Linked DNA regions of Mus musculus: region 2 is linked to region 1. The links are chromatin contacts, called in public Hi-C maps. All regions are on one chromosome and are shown on one strand. Each heading gives the region's core, a stretch centred on a gene start, on an enhancer-like site or on the middle of the called end of the contact. The rest is flanking DNA. Distances are from core to core; before and after follow the strand shown. Region 1 overlaps Slc30a9 (solute carrier family 30 (zinc transporter), member 9). Region 2 overlaps Grxcr1 (glutaredoxin, cysteine rich 1).

Evidence for each region. A called contact is a pair of places that touch in the nucleus more often than the background predicts.
Region 2: a Hi-C map of the HPC-7 cell line shows a contact between it and region 1, with 2.3 times the contacts expected there. The contact joins two enhancer-like sites. A contact is called at or near these places in 1 of 39 promoter capture datasets (pre-B cells) and 1 of 484 Hi-C or Micro-C datasets (the HPC-7 cell line).

The regions. Positions count from the first base shown.
Region 1 is chr5:67,319,593-67,325,985 of GRCm38.p6, reverse strand. Slc30a9 (solute carrier family 30 (zinc transporter), member 9) reads right to left here. Exons shown (of 18, transcript NM_178651.4): 3 at 1,253-1,312. Among named protein-coding and RNA genes, the nearest start is that of Slc30a9, 16 kb to the right of the region's middle. Within about 2 kb of position 3,910, at least 5 of the 459 cell types and tissues checked have an H3K27ac peak or open chromatin away from gene starts, as enhancers often do. A contact at or near this core is called in the HPC-7 cell line, where this site is marked.
Region 2 is chr5:68,044,819-68,051,211 of GRCm38.p6, reverse strand. The region is part of intron 1 of Grxcr1 (glutaredoxin, cysteine rich 1); the gene reads right to left. Among named protein-coding and RNA genes, the nearest start is that of Grxcr1, 16 kb to the right of the region's middle. Within about 2 kb of position 2,266, at least 51 of the 459 cell types and tissues checked have an H3K27ac peak or open chromatin away from gene starts, as enhancers often do. A contact at or near this core is called in the HPC-7 cell line, where this site is marked.

The sequences.
Region 1 (6,393 bases), core at 2,661-5,160:
TAAGGTAAAAACTTACACAATACCTTCCATTGTTAATAAGTATGCAGAGTAAGACCATGTCATATGCCATAACAACTAGAACAGCCGTCTGAAGAGCAGATGGAGACAAGTAAGCCTGCACTCACAGGAGACTGTCGCTGTTCACTACAGTCCAGGCCCTGTAGCGCTCAACCCTAGTTTCCTACTCTACTCCAACTGGAAGAGCAGGATAAATCCAAAAGGCCTCATTTCTATGGGTAAAAACCCTCTGAAAACAGTACCACATCAGCACTACAGTTAAATGAACTATATATATTAAGAACATTTCCAGAGTGAAGTTCAATACAAAAGCAAACCTTTATTTATCTGAAGAAGTAGGCATATGACGGCATTCAGATTACTTTTTGCCTGGATTTCAATCTCTAAGGAACTTTACATCCATTACTCTAAAACTAAAAATCTGGGTATGAGCTAACCTAGAACTAAAAGGAAAATTCTCTCACCTTAAAAGGATTAATTCTTTTAAAAAAATCCTTCAAAATAGCTAAGGAGCGCGTGCTGGCCTGTCCAAGTCCAGGTTATGGATGGTGTGGCAGTGTCACTGCTATCCAGTACTGATTTTTTTCCTAAGGAGAAGGCTTCACTATGTAAAGCGGGATCCTGCTCCAGCCTCTGCTAGGCTGCAGTCACAAGCAGGTCACACACAGTCCAGTGCTTCTGACTCTTCATTACCTAGCTATTCATACCCATAATCTTCACGCCATCCTGATGAATACGTTTTATTTTTACCATCTTATAGGGAAACGAGCTAAATGGTCAAGGGGTTAAAGTAAGTTAACTGCCTTAGATCAGACAGCTAGTAAATGTGAGAGCCGAACTGAGCTCTGTATTGTCTGACACCACTGTGCTCTGAATCCCACAGAGCTACTGACTTCACGAATTGGCTGCTTTGGAGAAAATAAGACAAAACCAGTCAACTCTGCCTGAATTAAACACACTACAGCTGAAGGTACGATTAGCCTCTCATTCCTTAATAACGTTACTTTCCTAAAAGTAATAAGGCAAACTGATGGTTTTGGTTCTTTAAGCTTTAAAAGTACTTGTCACAAAACGCAAAATAAACTTCAGCATAAAGCAGCATGTAAATAGAATACAAATTTATGCCCAATCTATTTAAAATAAAAGCAAGCTATATGCTTAGAATAATGTTAAATACCTCCACATAAATTCTGTATATTTATACATACTCACACATTAAATAGAATATATTTACCTCTTACTTGGAGAGGGTCTTGCTTAAGTGGAGCTTTGAGTTCTGCGCCTATATTTTCTACTGTAAAGTTTATCAAAACAAGCTTAATATTAAAGAGTTGCTTTCAAATAAAACTATAACTTATTATTTTATTCAAGGATTGAATAACAACAATCATATTATCCCAAACTATTTTAATTCATTCTATAAAATATAACATATAAACATGTTAAACTTCATAAAAGCTACTTACCCTTCATTAGTATACTACAGGAGAAAAGGCATGGAATCATTTCAAGAACTAACGACAAAGCTTTTAGTAAAACTCAGCATCAGCACACACACCATAGCCTTTCAGAAAACCAACAAAAGGACTCGTTCTAAAGAGTGAAGCAAACCTGTGATGTGTCAGATCTGATGGTCAGAGTGGAGTGTGAGGTGCTAGATTGATGGTCAGAGTGGAGTGTAAGGTGTCAGATCTGATGGTCAGAGTGGAGTGTGAGGTGTCAGATCTGATGGTCAGAGTGGAGTGTGAGGTATCAGATCTGATGGTCAGAGTGGAGTGTGAGGTGCTAGATTGATGGTCAGAGTGCAGTGTGAGGTGCTAGATTGATGGTCAGAGTGGAGGTGCATTCAAAATAGAGAAACAAGGCACCAAGGGTTCTTTCACCATTTTAGAGACAACAGTCACTGACAAGTCTCTTAAGTGATGTTAGACAAATGCACCTCCATTCACATCCCCAAAACCACTAATAAAGGTAAATGATAAAAAGAAAGGTGCCTGCTTCCCACCTTAAGCAAAACCAAACCAAACCAAACCAAAAAAAAAACCCTTAGAAATACAAATTCAAATACCAATGCATTTGAATGCCCCATGTAGACACCAGAGACTACTGGGGTTTTTGTTTGTTTGTTTTTTGTTTTTCGAGAGAGTTTCTCTATATAACCCAGGCTGTCCTGGAACTCACTCTGTAGACCAGGCTGGCCTCAAACTCAGAAATCCACCTGCCTCTGCCTCCCGAGTGCTGGGATTAAAGGTGTGTGCCACCACGCCAGGCTCAGAGGGAAGAAGGAAAAGTCTCAATTTGGGAGAAACTACTTCCAACAGAGTTAACAAATGATTTGTTTCAAGTCTATTTTAAAACTTCCTCCAGATCAATAAGAAAAGGTTCATTAAAATGAACATTATAGCAAACTTGCATAGAAAAACAAATATGCATTAGCATTAGATTATGAAAAGGTGATTATTTCATTAATGGAATTCAAATGAAACTAAAGAATTGCATTTTACAACCATTACACTATGGAAAATGAAAAACCACACCACCTGATCTTGGTAACGGTACAAAGAGAGAGAATATGGCTGTTGGTGGGAACAGGCACAAATGTCTATCAGAGAACTATGATCCTCGAAGTCTTCCAGGTCAATGAATAAGAAATCCTTGCACAAGGGCAACTGTACATGGCATTCACAGCAGCACTGTGTTCTGTTTTAAAAACTGCAACCATCAAAAGCCCATCAGCAAAAGAACAGTGACATCCCTTCCTTTTATAAGCAGTGAGTGCAAACCTCACCATGGCTAGCTATCTCTTCTAAGCCAAACACTGCTGTTGTGTCAACTCTTTAATTCATACAACAGCCTCAATAGTTTGTGCTGTAATTATCTTTGTGAAAATCACCAAAGCACACAAATACAGAGTCAGGATAAATCTAGCAACAAAACTTAATGAAAAAGGAGACAAACTACAAAGAATACACAAAAATCTATTGCAACAAAGTTCAAAAATAGACAAAACTAAACAATTTAGAGCACACAAGCATGCTAAGTTGTTCCTTTCACCTCCCCTTTAAAAAGATTTATTTCTGAATTATGTGTGCCTGTGTGAGCCTGGGTACCACGTGCAGCAGGAGTCCGTGGAGACCAGAAGAGGGCATTGGATCCCTGGGGTTAAGGTTGTGAAGCTCCTGCTGTCAGTACTGGCACTGGAGTCTTCTACAACAGCAGTAAGTGCTCTCAACTCCTCAGTACCCCTGCCTCATTTTAAAAACAAAACAAAACAAAACACCAACAAAAAGACCCAAGGTGCTAAAGCTGAAAATAATGCCATAGACTCACATGGCAAATGCAAATGTGAGAAGGATGTTACCAAAGAGAAGATTATTTTCTAACTTAAAAATATTTCAATGTATGTGTATATTTTATAATAAAAACTTCATTCACTCTTAAAACATTTCTCTTTATTACAACTTGACTTCATTCAACTAGAATTGCATGTTTTAATCACAGCTCAGTGAGTCCAGCACATGTCCTCAGCAGCCAGCCTGCGCTGCTAGATTTAGTTCCCACAAAACCATTTTGGCATTGGTTTTATGATCTCTACCTGAAGAAACTGAAGCACAGAGAGGTTCTAATGTCCCTCAAAGTCACACAACTACAATTTCCTCTTCATAAGGAAACAGGCGAAAGGTCCTGTACCTGCACAGGTGATATTTTAGAAATGGAAGGAGAAAGGACTGAAACCTAAGACATTTTTATTAGTGCGGTGCACGCTGTTAAGCACATACTGCCTCCATGCTTACAATGACATGTGACTTCATAAGCAGCATCTGCGTATTTTACACTGAGGAAGACAGAGAAGGCTCACAGTGAGTACTGAGCAATTAGCAACAGGAAAGCCACGGGAAGCTCGTGACAAGCCGCTTTCTGGGGAAGAACGAGGATGGGGCAGTGATGAGGCAGGAACACAGAATATCATCTGGGTTTTCAGCAGAAGCTGAGAACAGAATGAAGGAAGGGTTGACCTCATTTCAAGGAAGGGGAAAACTGCTGGTGCAGTTAAAAAATAAATCCTACGAACAAAGTCCTAGAGCAAATGAGAGAGAGGACCAAAGTACAGCGGAGTCTGTGCTCCCACTGCGCTGCGAATGGATGTGTTAATTATCCGTCGCAGCATTACACATGACCATTTGACTGTGGTTCACCTGGACCAGCTTATTGTCTGTTCCCAGAGTACTGTCCTTTTTTCCTTGCTTTTATTTTTTTCTTTCACGTTTCCTGCTATCCGTTAGAGTCAATCAACTTCCCATACGTTCCGCTTGTCCCATCCTCCTACCACTGGTTTGGAATTTATAAAATTATATTTCTACTCTTTAATTTAGTGTACATAGGATATTCCCTGTAAGATTTTCAGCCATCTGCAAAGTTAGTATTTCTACTCTCCTCTAGAACAAGAAATTTTTTCTTATCACTCAGGATTACAGTTTTAATACTAAATTTTGACAAAATGTTTGCTATTTCTATTACCAATTCTTAATTTTACCAACATCACTTATTCATTTCTTATTCTTCACAGCCCTTTCTATCATATCCTGATTTCCCTGAGTTTATTTTGCAACTTAGAGAAATATCTATGTTTACAGTGCTCTTTAACTCTGAATGGCTGGTTTGTAACAGCAACCTTTATGTGTAATATCATGCTTATTTCACCTTTAGCTCAGCATGAAATCCCAGGGGGACATTCAGTTTTCCTTTTCTGATTCCAAAGATATCACTCCCAAGGAGCGGTCCCTTGGCCTCCTGCATACTGTTGATATAAATATTATTTCAAATGAGCAGGAACTGGCTTCTCTGTTTGGCAGCTTTTAGGTTAAATTGTTTCTTGGTCTGTTTTTCCAATCTGCTTTCCCTAGACAAGATATCTAAATGGGTTCTTTTTGTTTTTATTTATTTTTTTATCCTGCTCAATAGTCCAAATGTAATGAATTTTTCTGGTTTGTTTGGTTTTGGTTTTTTTGAGAAAGTCTCACTAAGTAGCTCTAGCTGTCCTGGAACTTACTGTGTAAACCAGGCTGCCCTTAAACTCACAGAGATCCTGCCTGTCTCCTAAGTGCTGAGATTAACGCATGTGCCAACATGCCCAACTTGTTCAAAGTCACTGTAGTTGAAGAACCTTGTTTTTCTCAAATTCTGAACACCATGTGCATATGCTCTGTGTGTGTGTGTGCCTGTGTCTTTCTTTCTCTGTGTCTTTGTCTCTCACTCTCTTTTAATGTCTGTGTGGGATGTCTGTGTGTGGTATATGTGCACATTTTAATGTGACCGTAGATGCAAAGTAGACTTGCATCATGTGGAGGTCAGAAGACAATTCATGATGCTAATCCTTCCTTCTACCTTCTTATTGTTTGCTGCTGCATATGCCAAGCAAGCTGGCCTGTGAGCTTCTTGAATTCTCCCATCTCTACCTCCCATTTCACTGTAGGCATGCTGGGATCATAGACGCTCTACTGCATCTATCTTTATGTGGGTTCCGGGGGTCGGAACTCCAGTGCTCACACTTGATGGCAAACACTTTATCATCTAACAATTCCCTCAGCCCTCCATTATCTCTATAAATTACTTATTCCTGTCTATAAATTACTTATTACTGTCTTCTCCCTCTTAAATGTCTATGAAATGCAAGCTAGAGCTTCATGCTATTTTGTTTTGTCTGTTTGAGACAGGATCTGATCTGGTACGCACAAGCTGGTCTCAGGCTCATAGCAATTCTGTCTAAACTGAAATCTGCTGTCAAAAGCTTCAGAAACACCACTTTCCCCACAATGATCATTTACCCAAAGCACATAAAATAAGTTGCTCTCAGATGGAAACTTGTAAATATTCTCATTCTGAACTGTCTAGATGTTACTATATATATATAATGCTCTGAAGCACAAACAAGGAGGTTAGTAATGGCTCAAACACATGCATGAATACTTATTTTACAAACCACAACCATCTTAATAAACTCACACTACATTGCTGATATAGAATCTCCATAATTTCCACTAATAATCAGATATTCTATCCATGAATGCCTCTAGACATTTGTTTTTAAGCTCAAATTCTGGCTGTTTGCCACACATCTGCTGTCATTAGTAAAATTAAAACTAATTTTACTAAAATTCAAACCATCTGAATGCTCTTAAAAATTTAAGGATGTCTTAGCAAGCCTCTGCTCCTTAATGAGCCATTCCTGACTTTATCATGTGATTTGAATTATTCAAAAGTCAATCTCAAACTCTTCAGTATATAAATTATCTTTCAATCAAGCAATTACTTGGTGTCTATCTGATATCTAACAAGGTCTAATTTGGCCTAGGCAAATCTTGAAAAAGAGTCCAA
Region 2 (6,393 bases), core at 1,017-3,516, 730 kb before region 1:
TACATCAGGAAGAGATAAAGCCCTGGGCATTGTGCTGTCGAAGCTGCTTGCTCCAGCATGCAGTAATATAATCACTACAATTATAATATTAGAAGACGCAAACCTGTCCGTTAAAAAGCTCTGGGCCTGGAGATGGAGAGAGAAAAATGATTAGATGATAGATACCAACACATGGATGGCAAAAAAAAAAAAAAAAAAAAAAAAAAGCAACGAAATGATTCCTAATGAAATTCCTATATACTCATCAGTGCTTAACCCAATCCTCAGCAGAGAGGCTACATACACACAGCTACTGCTGGGAGTAGATGCAGAGACCCAGAGTCAAGCACTAAGCTGGACCAAGGGAATTTCACAAAAATAGTGGGAAGAAGGACTGATTGTAGGACTCAGAGAGGTCAAGGACACCACAAGAACACAGCCCAAAGAATCAACTAATCAGGGCTCCCTTGGTTCAGTTGGTTCAGTTGGTTCACAGAACCTGAACCAACAATCAAGGAGGGAGCCTATATGGGTCTGACCTATGTCCCTTACATACATTATAGCTGTGTAGCTTGGTGTTCCTGTGGGGATCCCTACAGTGGAAGGAAGGGCTTATCTCTAGCTCTTTTGCCTTCAGTTAGGACCCTTTTTCTCCTACTGTGTTGCCTTATCCAGCTTTAATATGAAGGTTTGTATCTAGTCTTATTCTAATGTGATATCTCCCTGGGAGGCCTGCACTTCATTTTTGAAGGGAAACAAGAGGAATGGATCTGGGGGCAAGGAGGTATGGGAAGGGACTGAGAAGAATGGAGGGGAAATTGTGGTTGGCATGTAATGTATGGAAGAAGAATGAGAGACAGAGGACGAGGGAGGGAAGAGAGAGAAAGAGAGAGAAGAGGGAGGAGAGGGGAGGAGGAGGAGGAGGAGGAAGAGAAGGAAGAGGAGGAGAAGGAGGAGGAGCAGGAGGAGGAGGAGGAGGAGGAGAATACTGAGGATGTTTCTAGACTTTTCTTTTCCTAATAAAACAGTAACTCCTGGACAGAATATTGTTATTTGCCCCTCTACCTTTCTATTTCTTATCTTGTGTGGGCTTTCAAACCCCTAAGGCAGTGCCTTATTTGTTCTGTAGTACATACATACACTAAGGATCACAAAGTATAATATAATAAAAAGGACCACTAAGGAAAAACTTCTGGTCAAAAGAATCGAATCTCTGCCCTGGTGAAGACCTAACATTCCATCTGGGCTGGTTCAGTTGCTTTGAGTAAGAGACCAGCCCTGGAAGGGAAGCTCACGTTAGTCAAGCTAAAGAGATGGGTGGGATCATTAGTCCTTAAGAACTATAAGTCTTCTTCCCCAAATCCCCGCATCTATTGTAGCAGCTTGTGGACCACAGCTATGTAAGATCAACAGTATCCGCTTTCACAAAGTATTTGGGAAAGTATAACTTCCAATTTCTCTCTTCCTCTTCTAGCCAGCTTTTCCTGACACTTAGGGCTTTCCCCTAACTGTCTGGTCTTCCTTCCTCTTTCTCGAAAACCTCTCTCCCCATCCTCTGTGTGGCCGTTTGTCAAGTTTCTAACCTCCATGACAGTTTAAAGGGCATGTGTTTGGTTTTTGTCTTTTTGTCTTTGTTTTTGATCTTCCTCTCTTCCATTCTCCTCTGCCAGGAAGCAGCTTAAGTGCACAGCTTGCCTTCCCTGGTTTGTTTTGTTTGTTTGTTTGTTTTTGTTTTTGTTTTTGTTTTAAGCACTAATGAGACTGTCCTTGAGCTTCCATTTGAGCTCACTCTTAAATTGTTTTATAAATGAGAGAGAGAACCCCAAGAGAGCACGCTGATCTCCCCTGCCCCACTATAATGCAAATGCAACCTCAGAAAAAAGCCCAGCTCTTTATCACATATTAACCCACCAAATAGCCTTAGCAACAGCTACTTCCAAACTTCCTCCGTAAAATGTCGTATCCTGTATGTTTTAAGCCCTGTCGAATAGTGTCCTCTGTGGTTTGGAGCTAAAACCATTTCCAAGAGGAAAAAATAATTCTGGGTTGGTGTACAAAAACATGAGAAATCAAGCCAGAAGAGAGTGCCTTTGACTCTATCCAGAACATGCAGGCTAGGCCTGGGGTGACAGGTGTGACAAGGAAAGCAGAGACACAAGGCGTGTGGGCGGCTGGCTACACTGGCAGACACTTGGCCAGGTAGACAGGAGAGGGAATGCCATGCCATCCACAGCAATGGCAGGGGCCAGAGCCAAGGCAGGATGTGAGAAAGAGGAAGTGGCCTCAGGAAAACCGGTTCTTGTGGCAGAAGCTGAGCCAAGTTTAGAGATAGCTGCTGAGACTCCCAGAGACGATGCCTTCTGGCAAGAAATGGGTCAGTGGCCTGCTGCTTCCCATGCAGACCCAGGTCTAAAAGACACTGTCTGGGGCCAACCAAGTATTACTAAGATTTACACAGTTGGGTCAGTATGTCCTACCTCTGTCCCCTAAAAGCTCCTGTGTTCATATTATGTTTTACAATACCAACGTGTGATATTTTTCATAAGAATGAACCAACATTCTCTCAGAATAGGAATTCGGTGTTATTAATCTTTGAACCTTCATTGTTTAGTGGAGTTCTTCCCCCCCATAATATTAACATTATTTTTAAAACAGGAAAATTTATTAGTAATATACATTTAGAGAAACAGTTTAATTTTTTCATAACAAAATATAATTTCATAATTTCTCTCTTCCTTTCATTCCCTCTATATCTCCCTCCTCTCTTTCAAATTCATGGCCTTTTAAAAAATTTTTGGTATATACATACATACTTATATGTACATGTGCATATATGTACATATATTCCTAAATACACCTAGCTTACTCTGAATATTACTTGTATGTGGCTGATCATTTGGTACTGGATAAATGGTTGCTGTGTTCTTCCCTAGGGAAGCAGTATATCTCCTTCTCTCTGCATTTTAGGAGTACCTTAAGTATAATTTAAAGAGAAATTATATAACTATTAACAGTATTCACAGGGCACTTATAATTAGCTGAACATTGGGCAAAAAGCTTGTTTTAAAGTAGGATATTAATATCATAGGAAACAGTCACTACAACTCTCTTCTCTTTACAAATAAATAAGTAGATAAATAAGTAAATAAATAGGCTTCATTTGAAACCAGGCCATGTTCCTCCAGGGCACACAGCCATTACTTACCAAAGGAGAAAAAGTGAACACATTAATCATTTTAGATACTACTAGAGAGTAATCTGTTTCTTCTATTCTTTTTCTCACAAGGAAAAAAAATGGGCCTTTGTTCCCCAAACCCATGGGTCTTCCCTTGCTTCTGAGTAACTGTCACAAGTGTGTTTTCCCAGCCTGGGCAGGGAGGCAATGAAGTTGAAGAGTCCTAAGAGTTAGAACAATTCAAAGGTGGATGCCCTGAGAGAGGGGCAGTGGGGGAGCTTCCGGGGTGCTTACAACACAAGGATTGCATCACAGGGTTAAGGACAGTGGTGGGGACACCAGGGCCCCTGAGCCAGGACCATTTTTTAGATCTCCTAGACCCCTGTTGTGTTGTTATCACTGAGTAGAGAAAGTACCCGAAAGACCAGGAGCAGACATTCTAGTCCTCTCTGAAAAATAGATAAAATCTGATAGAGAAAAGTCAAGTCAAATAAGGTTTTTGTACATTAGTTAATAACCAATGACTAACAACAGAAAGGGAAAATGAGAGTAAAGGACTCATTTAATCAGTGTCAGCAACTAATCCGTTTATCCAGCCCCTGTGTCTAATTCACTTCTCCTTTGCTTCCATCATCAAACCCATTCTTTGGGGGTTGTTAATTCCATGCCCAGAAATCCTTTCTACAATAAAAAAAAAAAAGATCATCTTTGAGAAGATCAACTTATAACTTAGGCAGGAAATACTGACTTCTCATGATAATTAAGTAGAAACCTAGGAGACAAAAAAAGGGATAGATAGATAATATGATATAAATAGATATAGATTTCATAACTATAGAACAGCCTTGAAGGCTGGGTTTAACATCTCCCCTCAAAGCTCATGAAGAAGAGGAGTCAGAAAGATGCAAGAGCCAGAGGAGATGGGTAGTTCCAGTAAAACAGTGTCTTTCTGACACTGCATGGCTGACTCACAGAGACTATGGCAGCAGGCACAGGTTCAAGCCTGATAGTATCCCAGCACTTAGAGAAATAGACACAAGGTCCCATCCCTAACAAGATGCTATCTCTAAGAGTCAACCACACACAAATGAAAACTTAGTTGAGTCTCAGTGGGTATACAAGCCACACTTAATGACAGACCTCATGCTCAGTAGTAAACAACAACACAAAATAGTAGTTTTAGTGTTTTTGTTGTTTGTTTTATTGGTTTTGGTTGGTTGGTTGGTTGGTTGGTTAGTTGGCTGGCTGTTGTTTTGTTTTGTCTCATAATGCTTTGTTTGGGATTTTTTCCCCCTTACAAGTCTTTTGCTTATATGTTATGGTTTCTGATTTTATGTTTTTATTAGTTTTGCTTGTATGAATGTGTATATCTCTGTATGGATATTTTCTTTTGCTTTCTCTTAATTGTTTCTTATTTTTAATATTTTGTCTTTTTTCTAAAGAGAGAGAGAACAGGAAAGTGTGGAGTTGGATGGATGAGGAGGTGGTAAGGATCTGAGAGAAAATGAAGGAAAGAAAACTATGATCAGAATATACTGTATGAAAACTTTTTCAATAAAAATAGAAAATGTGGGTTAATTAAGATAATCTATAAAACCCTTTCTCAAATTTCCATTTTTTTTTTCAGTATAGTTAGTGAGGATGTGGAATCCCTACAGAAGGTTGGTTTATAAGAGGTAGCCTCATTATAAATGCTGACTGTTTCTTTTCATTGAAAAGACGTACAGTGGAGAAAGGAAACCCCACCTCCAGTGGAAAGACAGGGCATCAAATGGAGGGATGGGGTTGCCACTCCCACTGTCAAAAACTCTGACCCAGAATTGCTCCTGCCTAAAAGAACTGCAGGGACAAAAATGGAGAAGAACCTGAGAGAAAGGAGGTCCAGTGACAGGCACAAATTTGGATCCAGTTCAAGGGGAGGCCCCAAGGCCTGACACTATTACTGATGCTATGGTGTGCTTACAGACAAGAGCCCAGCATGGCTGCCCTCCAAGAGGCCCAACAAGCAGCTGAAAGAGTCAGATGCAGATATTTACACCCAACGAATGGACAGAAACTGGTGACACCTGTGGTTGAATTAAGGCAAAGCTGAAAGAAGCTGAGGAGGAGGGTAACCTTTTAGGAAGAGCAGCAATCTCAACTAATCTGGACCCCCAAGATTGTTCTGACACTGAGCCACCAACCAGCTGATATGAGGTGCCTAACAAATACAGCAGGAAGTAGAGGAATAGGAGGATGAAGAAGAAGAGAAGGAGGAGGAGGAAGAGACCCTTAAAGAGAACAAATAGAAACAGATCCAAGACAGTTCAAACATTAAGAAGAGCTGGAGTGTAATTGGTTTGTGTTCCATGTGATACCTCCTCGGCATACAGAGCTTCCCTGCTCCTGTGACTCAGTCAGTCTGTGATTCAGATCTCTTGGGTTGGCATTTCACGCCAGTGCCTGCAGCAGCGTTCTGAAGTAGACCTTAAACAATGGATGCTCTACAGCGTTGCTGCCTTTATGACAGGACTCTACTCCTGTTTCCACCAGACATTGCCTTGTACAGATTCTCTGAGATGTCTCTTCTCACTGAGGCAGAGCACATTGACTACCTGTGCCAAGCCAGGACTGTGGAGCGCTGCACCAGACTGTAGAGGTGAGCTGGATGGAGAGTCTACAGAAGTTTCTTAAAAATCACTCTGCACTCCAAAAGCATTGGGATGCAGCCGGAAAGTATTGGGAGAGATGGCTGGTAAGACGGATGAGATGATTCCACTTTTCCATTATAATGATGAACATCTACCTCTGTGTTCACGCTAATGGCTTCAGGAACCTATTCCTTTGGTAATACCCTTGCTTTGCTTTCTCAATGTTTGGTTTTTTTAATCATTTATATGAACAGGCCGTAAATTTTCAATATTGCCTTCATTTTCTTTTATTTTGAATGTTTGTATTTTAATCATAAATCATGCCTTTCAGTTATTCCTTTATCATCTTAGCACTCTGTAGACATTTAGAGGAAACTAAACCATACCATTCTTTGAGGGCTTTATCACTTACGAGTATTTTTTTTTTCAGGTTGTGCTGTCCATAAAGCTCTCAGGAATGAGCCAAGTTCAGCAAGCCCCTTGATGCTTCATGACTTAGAGTAAGTTTCATCTTAGTTCTCAACAATATGGCCCTAATTTCCATCTAAGACATCATGAGAATAGCCATAACCCTCCCTGATTCTACTGCTGGCCTGATCAAAACCACTT